2 separate regions of the Arachis hypogaea genome follow, and region 2 is linked to region 1. A link is a contact called in public Hi-C data. All regions are on one chromosome and are shown on one strand. The core of a region is the stretch at or near the end of the contact, and the rest is flanking DNA. Distances in the headings are between cores, read along the strand shown.

Region 1 (6,280 bases), core at 521-3,020:
GCCTCAGCTTTCTTAGCCTTGCTGAGACCCTGAAACCACGGCTTATCCTTATCGTCGGTTGGAAGGTAAAACTTGGCAGGGATGAGTTCAATCAACTTGTCAAAGAAAAGAGTATGGTCATGAATCACAGAGTCTAAATCTTGAACTGCATCAGCCTCCGCAACAGATTGTTGCTTCTTCTTCCTCATCTTCTTCCCCTGGGTCACGGAACTGAAATTAGTTTCCATTAGGGTTTAAGGTGGGAAAGCCTAGTTACTGAAACCTATGTGAAACTCAAAATTTCATCACTAATAATGGGAAAGCTTGTTACGAAATTGAACCTATAGATGATAAGAAAATGGAAGAGGGAAATTGGCACCTAAACCTTAGTGCTTTGAAGTTAAAAAAAAAGAAAACAAATGACAGTAACAGCAAAATAATGAAAGATAACAGTAAAAGAGATGAGAAGAGAAGCACCTGATGCGGCGGGAAGGGAATGGAGGTGCAGAGAGAGACAGAGAGAGAGAGAGAGAGAGAGAGAGGCTACTATAGTTTCAGACTTTCAGGTTTACTTGTTTAGGTCAGGGAGGTCACTGGGTTAGTTAGGGTCCTAGGGATGAATGAAAAAGTCAAAAGGGGTCCCCATGGGGACGGGGACATGCCCCACCCCTCGTCCCTAGAAACACTCCCTGTACCAGGGAACGGAACCAATATCCACCGGATATCCGGATCTCCAGGGATTTTTTAAAAAAAAAAGGAAAAATTAAAAAACTAAAAACAAAGAATCACAATAACAGACATCAATTTTACAGCTGTGGGCACTTAAACCATTCAGAGGACTTCCATAGAAGCTATTCATGCATATGTATACACATCATCACAGAGTTGCAAGAGATACAAATTCCTTAACCAACAGCTTCAATCCTCATCCCAGTTACAGATTACTATGATTGGCATGTAAATTCCAATAAAAACTAAAACTTTAGAAACAACAAAACAACCCAAAGAGTCAATTAAAGTATTAAACCAAATAATATGAAAAGAAAAAGTGTACATAGAAGCAATCAAAGAATAGCAGCACCCAAGATTCACCTTCAGACAAAGATAAAACAGAGCAAAACACCACACAAACACCTAACCGACCCAAAAGCAAACAACCCCTTTTCACAAAACAAGAAATAGGTCGGAATCCATGAACCACCACAATCAATTCAGAGAATGAAAATCCCATTTGCACACCAAAAAATAAGGGGAGAAAAAAACAAACAAAATGATATTCATTGTCTTGCAAAATATTACCTAATGAATATTCAGAAACCTAATGGTGCTTAATTTATGATTTATTGTACAGGAATTAAAATCATAGAATCCATTGCAAAATATTACCTGAACTATCGAAAGAAATACAGAACACAGTGGATCTGACACAGGAGGAGCAGCAGCTCGACGGCGGCGAGCGAACCTGCGACGGAGAGGAGAGGCGCGGGCGCCGCCGATGGATGCAGGGGAGGGAGAGAGGGAGCTGGTTGAGTCGGGGATGTGGGTCGGTGGGTGAGACTGAGTTGGTAAGTGTGGATGGAGGCTGGTGAGCTTCTGTGTTATGGGTAAGGTTTAGGGTTAAGTCGGGTCCAGTTATGCTATGCGCCTATGCGTCTGAAATTTTTTTTCAGGCTTAAAATAAAAAATAAAAAATAAAAATGGCGGGTCTGTCGAGCATGCTCGCCCCGCCTCGCGTAAGTTCGCGAATTTCGGACTGTTTGTCGCTCTTAAATTTTGGGTTCAAATCTCTTCTAATATTTTTTTTTGTGACTGAAATCTCTTCTAATATGACAAAAACTATATGATCATTTCAAAATCTTAAGCATTTCAGACCAAAAAAAAAAATTTAACACAATTATTTTTAATTAATATCAGTTAATTTTTTAAAATTATTTTATTTATTTTAATTATAAATTCTAAATTATAAATTTATAATTAAATTTTACATCTTAAATTTTAAATCTTTGAAACGATGAGAATTTTTAAAATTTAAAAAAAATTAATTAATGGTAACTAAAAAAAATTTAATTAATGGTAACAAATTATTGTTATTATGCTGACGTTACTATCACCTGTAAATTAAAAAACGGCTAAATCCTGCATCAAAAATATAAATTTTTTATTTAAATTATTTAAATATAATATTTATTGAAATATATAATCTATAGCGTATTTATATATTTGCATAAACCTTATACATTTTTTATATAGAGCCATCAAAATCAGAAAAAACACAATTCGAATACTCTGTGCCCGGAATACATGCAATTTAAATATTTGTACATAAGTCAGGTGCACTATACTTAAAATACAGCTATAATAAAATTTTTGGTATTGTACTTGGAATATATGTAATTTATAAAAATATTTTTTAATAATATTTATCTATCTTTTATTCTTATTTTTTAAATTTTTTAAAATTTAATAGGATCACTTTATAAAATAATCTATTGGAAAGACCATTTGTGAATTTTGCTACTTATTGAATAATTTGGTCTATTTGTTCTTCCAACTTTCTAATTGAAGCACCTTTATTTTAGAAGTTGGACCTTCTTTCTTCAATAAAGTCTCTAAGGCTGCGTTTGTTTTTAGAGATAGGACAGAACATGACACTGAAATGGAGACAATAGGACGGAGACACTAAAAATTATCTTTTATGTATTGTGTTTGGATACGATGGACAAGACACTAACGTAATGTCTAGTATTATGTTTGGATACACATGGACAAGACGAAAATATTATATGAAATGACTAAAATAGCCATATGATTCCAAATTTTCTACATCAATACAAATTAATTTAATAAAAAATGAGAGTACGTAGAAGTACGGAACTTGAAAAAAATATTTGAAGAGGCAAAAAATTTTAATAAAAAAATATATTAGTATTTATATTAAAATAAAATTTATAAATATAATTATTTTATTTTAAAATTTATTATTAATATGTAGGAATACATATGGTTAAGATTAACAAAAAAATAAATTTGAATTTGATTAATAAAAAAATTTGTTTAAGTTAATAAGCCAAATTAATTTTAAATAAAAAATTAATTTTAAAAAAAATCCATTTTTACATGAAAAAATAATTAGTTTATGCATATAAAAATTTATTTTTATTTAAAAAAAACTAATTTTTTTATCTAAAAACTGATTTTTCTTTATAAAAAACTGATTTTTCTTTAAATTATATAAAATCAATTACAATTTATAAATTATTTTTTAGCATTTTAAAAGATCAATTTTACTTTTGCTAATATTTATCTTTCAAAAGTTTTAAGATTAATTATTTTTGTTATTATTTTTATTACAAATCAAATAATATAATATAAGATTAAAATGGTATTGAAGTAAAACGATAAAAAAAAAAAAAGAATTATCTACCCCCAATAAAAAATTCTACAGAAAGGAGAGAGTACCTGGAAAAGAAAGAGATAGAGGAAGAACAGGAAGAAAAAAGTATCTCTGAACAACGCAATAGGAAAAATAAGAAGGGGTAGTAGTGGAAAAAAAGGAAAACAAAATTTATAAAATTGTCCTTGTCCACTCTTCCAAATCCCGTGTCCATCATTGTCCTTCGTGAAAGAGTGGACACAAAAGTATAAAAAACTGTCTCGGAGACAACATGTCCACTGTTCATGTCTCTGCTTCCAAACACTTTTTAAACAAGTGTTGTCCATGTCTCCGTGTCCTGCCCCCGAAAACAAACGCTACCTAATTTCTTGCATGAATATGAGTGTACTCTGGGAGAGTTTTTCCATGGTCAATTCAAGAGAAGAACGTCTTTGAAAGTTTTGAGATGGTTAAGTGAGGGGTGGTTGTTGTTGATGATGAAGTTGAAGGAATTATGTTGAGGTTGGAAGTGGTTTTGTGGATGGTTGTTATTAAAATTATGGGACTTCTGACCTTGATTTTTTCACCTAAAATTTGGATTTTTTTTCATCCAAGATTATAGGTTTAGGAGAAGGGATCATTGTGAGGTGGTTTTGGAGGGTTATCTATATAATATACTTGCTCCAAAGAAGAATGTCCATACTCCAAACCTTCACTTTGATGTAGTCCACTACTCATGTCATAGGAATTCCTTTGGGTGCTCACTGAAACTTGCATGCCTCCTAATTGTTGAGTAATTGCATTAATTTATTGTGACATGATTTTATTCTGAGCCAACAACGTGTCCAAGACATCTAATTTCATAACTCATTTTTTCATTGATCTTTCAAAGGATTAGAGGTACTAATTGTTGGCCACCATTTCAATCAATTCCAATGCTTTATCAGTGGTCTTCTTCATATGCAAGGATCCTCCAGCCGAATTATCTAATGAAACCCGTGAGGTGGGGGTGATCCTGTCATAAAATATCTGAAGATAGACTTAGTCAGCAAACATGTTCGGAGGGCACTTTCTGAGCATCTCTTTGTACCTCTCCCAAGTCTCATAAAGGGACTATCCTTCATGCTATCTGAAAGTCTGAATATCGATTTTGAGCTTAGTCAACCTCAGAGGCAAAAAAAAAATTATTTAGGAACTTAGTGACCAAGTCCTCCCATGTGGCTATACTCTCCTTGCGCTGATTATCCAGCCATTGCTGCGCCCGATCTCTTACAGCAAAAAGAAAGAGCAACAATCGATAAACCTCAGCTGGGACGTCATTTGTCTTAACAATGTCATAAATTTGCAAGAAGTTAGAGATAAACAAATTCGGATCTTCCTACGAGCTCCTACTGAATTAACAATTTTGTTGCAGTAGTATGACAAGCTGGGGCTTCAATTCAAAGTTGTTGGCATTGACAGTTGTAACACCCTCACTATCAGAATGTCACGCTTTCACCTACGCCACTCTGATAGCAAGAAGTATTACGACGATTTCATATACTTAATAATAAAATAGCAGCCTTTGACTTGAAACCATATCGCTATTTTTTTTTTTTGAAAAAATGGAAAAATACTTTATCTTGAAAACAAACAAGCATATTCATATATACAAAACTTCTTATATAAGTAGCTTATAAAAATAATGTACATATAAAACATACAACTCCTATCCCTCTTACAATATTATAATAACAAAGGTGAGGGAAGAATAATTATCTAACTAAAACAACAACATCGTATAAACCAAAATGCAATAAAACTCTTCATAATGCTCCTTCATCCGATACCTGAAAAGGTAAAGCTATAAGGGGTGAGAACCTAACCACACGGTCTCACCACGGAGTTTTAGAATTGTCGTAAGAAGATATTTAATAAGAAAACTGTTTTCAAGCTCAGTGATTATCGTTGTCTTATGAATCTTTTGAAAACTCACGGTTTAACCATCCAATAATTCAAAACCTTTTTAAAAGAAATCAGTTAACTATTCAAATCCAAAACCTTTCTTTTCGTATAAAAAAATCTTAAAAGTTTCCTAAACTGTATGAATGACCAACCTGTTCCAAGCATAGGTTCATTAAGTCTATGCTGAACCAGCTTGATTTTTCATACTTGACTAAACCTCAATCAGAAACCAATCACGACCTCATGCCCAATCACGCAATCAATCAGCACTTATCATCAATTCAGCACCAAAACTCAATCTCAAAAGTACCACACCAGAGTAAACACAGATAAAACAGACAAAGAAAGTACACGTATAGATAGCAGTTAATAACAGTTAAGCAATTAGGCAAACCAAATCAAATTCAAACTCAAACAAGGCATACAGATGCACATGATGCATGCTTGTCTTATGGCTGATGATATCATCTGTCGGTTATATAACTAAACCCGACATGTCCTGGTAGTTAACCTTGGATAGAAACACCCATTGCGGAGCAAGTGGGTCTGAGCCACAACCCCCTTACTACTACCCGCTTAACCCAGAGCAAGTACCACTACTGCTGCTACTACCCAGACGGGTGTTTAAATACTCAACCTGGAGCAAGTGGAATAATCCACTACTGCTGCTACTACACAAATATCACAATCACCGACCTGGAGCAAGGGGGATGAACCACAATCCTTGCTACTGCCCATGTATCTCAATCACTGACCTGGAGCAAGTAGAACGAACCACAATCTTTACTACTACCCAGGTATCTCAATTACGTTCATTCTCAATATCATTCAACAATTAAAAAAAATCATACTTTAAAATCAATCCTTCATTCAAAATTAATTATCATCATTCCTCATTCTCACATTCATTCTCAGCATACTTCTCGTTAATTTCCTCAATAATTCAAATTCAAAATATAATTCACTCTTCTCTAAATAAATCCA
Region 2 (6,198 bases), core at 3,313-5,812, 220 kb after region 1:
TTTGATAAAATTTTTTTATCTCATCTTCTAATTTTTATGTTTCTTCTTCTTTTATTAACTCTTTTCATACCACTTTTAACAGAATTTTTTTCTCTTAAATTTTTAACAAATCTATCAATAATTTCTATCAGTATAGTTTCACATGTCAAAGCATTTTTTATTTGCATTGTATCATATTTTATGACATGTGATTGATCAAAACAATACTTTCTGACTTAGAAAATATGAAAGACATTGTGAAAGTTTAAAAGATTTGGAGAAAGTGCAATTTGCTAAGCAACGAGTCAAATCCTCTTAAGAATTTAAAATGGACCAATGAACTTGGGATTTAATTTTTTAGATTTTAGGATTCTACCAATACTAGTAGTAGGAGTGACTTTTAAAAAAAAACATTATCTCTTTCTTTAAACTTTAAAAGCCTTCTTCTTTTATTAGTATAACTTTTTTGTCTACTTTGAGTTGCGAGTATCTTCTTTTTTATTAACCTAATCTTTTGTAGTTTGTTGTACAATATTAGGTTCTAACAAATTTTTTTCACCAACCTCAACCAACACAAAGGTGATCGACACTTTTTACTATATAGAGATTCAAAGGAAGTTATTCCAATGCTAAAATGATAGCTTTGTTGTAGACAAACTCTATCAAAGGAAGATGAGTATCTCAACTTCTTTGTAACTAAAGTATACAAGTACTAAACATGTTTTCTAGAATTTAGATTGTCCTCTCAGTCTGACCATTTGTGTATGGGTAATAAGCTGTATTAAAATGAAATTTAGTACCTAAGACATCTTGTAATCCAAAACTTAAATGTCAATCTAGGATCTTTGTCAAACACAATATTCATTGGTACTCTATGTAACCTTACAATCTCTTGGATATAAAATTGAACCAATCTATACGGTGTCCACCTTATTAGTAGAATATGTGTAGATTTGGTCAACCTATCTTTTATTACCCATGTAACATTGTAGCCTAAAGATGTTTAAGGTAATCCTATAACAAAGTCTATGATATATTATCCCATTTCTATTTTGAAATCTCTAAAAGTGAAGTAATCTTACATATTTTTGGTGTTCTATCTTAATCCTTTAAAAGGTGAGACACTTAAACACAAACCCAACTATGTTTTTTAATTTTCATTCCTTTATTATAATGTCTACAATAAGAATTATAATGTTCTACAATAGCAATATCATATTGTTAAATACTATTACTTGTGTTGTTCTCCTTCTCATTCTCCTACAAATTTTCAAACCACATCAATTGGAGAAATCAATACAAAAACAAAGAATAACAACAAATAAACTAAATATTCATAATCATAAATGATATAAACCAAGAGTTATTATTATTATCCACTTACATTGAAAATTTCACCAACTTTGAAACCAGAAACTTTGACAAACCCAATACAAAAGGACTTGCTTGGAATTTTCAATGCAAAAAAATTTGAAACACCCTTTTCAGCATACTTCAAAGTTCAAAGAAGTGTATAAATTTGAATAAAAAATATATATAAAAGAAATATAATTTGTGCTACTGAAAGATGAGAAAGGATGAAAAATAATTTTACCATACCACCATCAACAATTCAAAATCAGAAAAAATCAGCAACCAAAATTAACAACTCAAAATCAGAAAAACCAACATAAACAACTCAGAATCAGAAAAATTAACGGTCAGCAACTCAAAAATCAAAATAAATAAAATTAACAAAATAACCAAAAATAAATTGAGGCAGTAGTGCTTACTGGCAGTGAGGGAGGAAGGAAGGTGATTGCGCGGCGAATACTCCACAACCGATCAGAGAGAGACGTCGCAATAAGAGACATAGAGAGAGAGAGAGAGAGAGAGAGAGAGAGATGGGCACCAACAGATCAAGTAGAGACGACGGAGAAGCCTTTCGCAGCGGCGTCGCCAACAGTTCCGAGCAAGCACTTGACGTTGAGGAGGAGAGGATCGAGAAGCGAGCAGACTTTCCAAGAGCGATGACGGCACTTAAGTCTTCTCTGCCGGCGTGACAACACCGTCTATCGGAAGAGAAGAGCTCGGCGATGGGATGGGGCTGGGTTCCTACCATCGTTAGGGTTTGGGTTTTTGAGAGAGAGAGAGAGAGAGAGAGAGAGAGAGAGAGAGAGAGAGAGAGAGAGAGAGAGAGAGAGAGAGGATGGGTAAGGGGTTCTGAACTTCTAAAAGAGAGAGAGGATGGGTAAGGGGTTCTGAACTTCTAAAAGAGAGAGAGAGAGGATGGGGTGAATTTTTTTAACACATATATATATACACCACTAAACTGGAAAAAATCAAACGGTTCTAATGGTTCACCGGTTAACTGCGGTTTGACCGGTTTTTAAGCCAATTTTTTGCTGGATGATTCTTCACATCAACCGAATCGAACAGATGATCGATTTTCAGTTAATTCGGTCGAACCGACAGATCCGATTCGATTTTCAGAATAATGGCTGCACCCACTTTTTGAATGGGAATTACAAAAAGCCATACATGTTTCAAAGGGGGAGGCCATAAATTTTTTAAGGGGGAGCCACTCTTTTATTTTTTATTATTTTTGTAAATTTTTTTTTGAGGGCCACTGCCTCCCCTCCATAGTAGGTAGCTTCGCCCCTGCACTTATTTATAGATATTATAGAATTAATTTTTTGTTGAATTGTGAACTATTAAGATGTTAATTTCAAATGTGAAACAGTTTAATTTGAAATGTAGAAATCAGATTCTCTGATTTTTTAAAAATACAAAAATCAAATCTTTTAATTTCTGTGATATAAAAATTAGACTCTCTAATGTTTAAAATTAAATCCTTCAATTTCTGTTTAAAAAGTTAAAAAATTTTGAGATACACATACGAGATCCTTCTATTTTTTGATATCTCTTACAATTTTAAAAAAATATAAAAAATTACAAGATTGAGATATATCACCTATCTCACTTTCATGAAAAAAAATTAGACACTACTCTAAGGCTCATTTTTTTTATTATAGAGAATATGTTGGTGTTTGAATGAAAATGGACGTTTTTGATATATATGTATGTTAGTGGACGTATCAGATGTGCAATATCAACACGTGGAGGATGTGCTGACACAACACGTGGAGGGCATGTTGCTGATGTGGCAATGTGTGATTCGAAATGCCCACCCCGTGTTGCTGCAGGCTCTTCGAAAACACACAGAAACCTGCAATGCTTCCTGGATTCGGAGGCAACACGCCCACCGTGTGTTTGCAGGGCACTGCCACGCGTCTGAGCTAGGGCTGACAATGAGTAGGGTAGGGTAGGGTTTGGACTCTGCCCTAACCCTACTCGCGGTTTGAAAATTTCATTAAAACTCTACCCTACCCGCACCCTAAAGTTTTAAACCCTACTCTATCCTACCCTAACCAGTTTTCTCCAGTTCTTATCAGTTCACACCAGTTTGTTCCTTGTACAGTTCAAAGAATAAACCGAACCGATTTAGGATTTGGTTCACCGATCTTTCGATCGAACCGGCCGGTCCGGTTCGATTTTTATAACTATGCTACCCGCAGAAACATCAATTTTTTTAAGCAAATATAAAATTAAATCATTCCAAATTTCATACATATTAATAAAATAAAAAGAAACTAATGCAAGTCATTACATGAGGGAGGTTGTGAGTTTAACTAAGTAATTTAGTGGTTGCTCGCTTATTGTAAGTCATTACATGAGGGAGGTTGTGAGTTTAACTCTCACCTCCTTCATTATATACCTAATTTTTATAAAATATGTGTTATATATGGGGTGCGGGTCGGGTAGGGTACACCCTAAATCCGTACCTTACTCTATCCGCAGACATATCCGGACCGATTTCTTTCCTACCTGCAGCGGGTTGGGTACCCGCAGGTAGGTTATGTATTGCCAGCCCTAATCTGAACTCGCCACATCACCATGCTCCTTACGTGTTGCCGGGAACTGCCACGCCGCTGATGCACTCTATCACCATGTCTTCCACATGTTGAACCTACATCCACAAACCGGCAAAACACCTTCATTTCTGTACGGTAGGTCGGGTACCGGACGGTTCGAGTTGGTACTTGAATTGATGAGAGGGGGAATCGCCTGGTTCCGAGTGCTGGATTGGAGGAGGGGTAACCGACTTCCCGAGCTCTTCGTGTAGAGAGGGGGGTGTCACCTGCAAAGATACTCCGACGCTCTAGTCAGTCAAGTGTGCAGGCGAAAAGTGAGAGAATGGTATGTGACATACCTTGGGGGAGGGGTAGTTACCCTTCCCCATATATACCGTGTCAGAGGCGGGTCCCACAAAGACAGAACCCACCTTCCTCAAAGCTTTCCCATACAACTATAGTAGAGAGCTGTCTAGGACGCGTGTCCGGATCAGTACTTGAACGCCTTGCACCCGACCGTTCGAGTCGGGTGGTTTGTGGGTCGGTCGACCCATGTGATGTTTAGGCCAGGCTGTAACGATTCCCAATATTGATAAAAAACATCCATGGCTATTCCAAATGAAAAATAAATTCTAGAACTAAAAAATAATAAAATAATAAAATAAAAAGAAGAAGGAAAAAAGTCGCATAAAAAAAGAAGTCTTTTGCGGAACGCACCGTTGTCCATTCCATGTTCTTGTTGTGCAAGAAAAGATACGAAGATGCTTCCCTCATTACCCACACAATTGCTTCAATCTTCCCATTACCATAACTCACTCTTCATATTCCCAGCTTCTGTTGTTGAAATTAATTAATGTTATTTTCATTAATTATAATTACTACTATTACTTTGGGGTTAGTTTTGAATTCAGTGTATTCCGAAAAAGGAAAGAATCAAGGTGAGTGAGTGAGTGAGAGAGAGAGAGTCATGGTGGTGCTGCCAGTGGTGAAGCTCGGAACTCTTCTTTTGAAAACAGCGTGCAAACCCATTGCCACCAGGCTCAAGAAAGAAGCTAGCTACCACCCTCGGTTCCGTAACCTCATCATCAACGTTGCCCAGGTCATCATCGTTCTCTTCCTTTCCCCATTTTCGCATCACTCACTTTGATGTGGCCGTGTTCCAGTGAATTCGGCGTTAGAACGCATTATTAGTATGATATACTATTGATGATTGTGTTTTCTGTGTATTATTTCAGGTGAATCATAGGTTTACGACAACAGTGCAGAGGCGCATTTATGGTCATTCAACTGATGTTGCGATCCGGCCACTGGATGAGGAGAAAGCCGTGCAAGCCGCAGCCGATCTTCTTGGCGAGATCTTCGTCTTCTCTGTAATTGGATCTTTACTTTTTCTTTGTTCATTGAAATGCCCACTACCTGTTTGTGTTTTTTACTCTGTTGATTTTGTGCTATTTGGTGCAAGTTTTGATTTATGGTTGTGATTGTTGTAGTTCATGTTCAGTTCCTTTTAGAATCATTGCATGGTCCAGGAATGTTATCTATGTATCAATGAGGGTTGAGGGATTGAGGATTTGAGGGTTTTCCGTCTTTTTCTTTTTGTCAGATACAAAAGTCAACCCTATGCTAGCTGAATTTTTCGGTTATGATGTTTGTTTAAAAGACACACTTATCTCCTCTCAAGTCTTGTTTGACTCTGCTGAAAAGTCACCACTCATTAATCTCTTATTATTTTCTTTCTTTTCTTTTCTTAGAATTGACATTCACCTTTTTGTGATCGTTAGCTTTGATTGATTTTGTAGGGACTAGAAAGAGGGATACTGTGAGGCATTAGCTATATTATAGACCATTTATAGCCAGGTTCCTGTCAAAGTATGGATGGTTAATTTGTTAACATTTATCTGAACACTTGTTGCAGAGGGAACCATAATGATAAGTTCTTTTGCGCATGGACACAGAGTAGTAAAAGTGTAAAACCGGGAGGGGTTAGTTGACTGAACCAGTACTGAGAGTAAGCTTAATGATTCTGAGATGAGAATGTTTTAATGAGTGGACACATAAGATAGGATTAGCAAAGAAATTTGGGTAGCATTAGTTGTGGAAAGGATGGTCAAATAATTATTAATTCGTTTGGACACGTGGTTAGAAGTGAATAGAGATCATGAAAAATTATAGACTAAACTATTAAAAAGGATCTAGATTCAAAGTGTCTTGTACTCTTGTCTATATATGTGGTTTAAGAAGATTTAAGCATTATCAATAACTGGGAATATGTCTCTTCCTTATATAACTCTTCTATCCATGATTTTATGTTCTGTGGGATTCCACT

Evidence for each region. Hi-C and Micro-C count contacts between places; a contact is called where the count stands out from the background.
Region 2: a contact with region 1 is called in a Hi-C map of leaf, with 2.7 times the contacts expected there. The contact joins the promoter of LOC112737732 here to the promoter of LOC112737726 in region 1. A contact is called at or near these places in 2 of 8 Hi-C or Micro-C datasets (both in leaf).

The regions. Positions count from the first base shown.
Region 1 is chr13:23,731,911-23,738,190 of arahy.Tifrunner.gnm2.J5K5, forward strand. It overlaps LOC112737726, which reads right to left and starts at 1,771. Exons shown (of 2, transcript XM_025787786.3): 1 at 1,366-1,771; 2 at 1-210. The coding sequence starts at 188.
Region 2 is chr13:23,947,486-23,953,683 of arahy.Tifrunner.gnm2.J5K5, forward strand. LOC112737732 (OPA3-like protein) reads left to right here and starts at 4,563. Exons shown (of 4, transcript XM_025787793.2): 1 at 4,563-4,971; 2 at 5,108-5,242. The coding sequence starts at 4,840.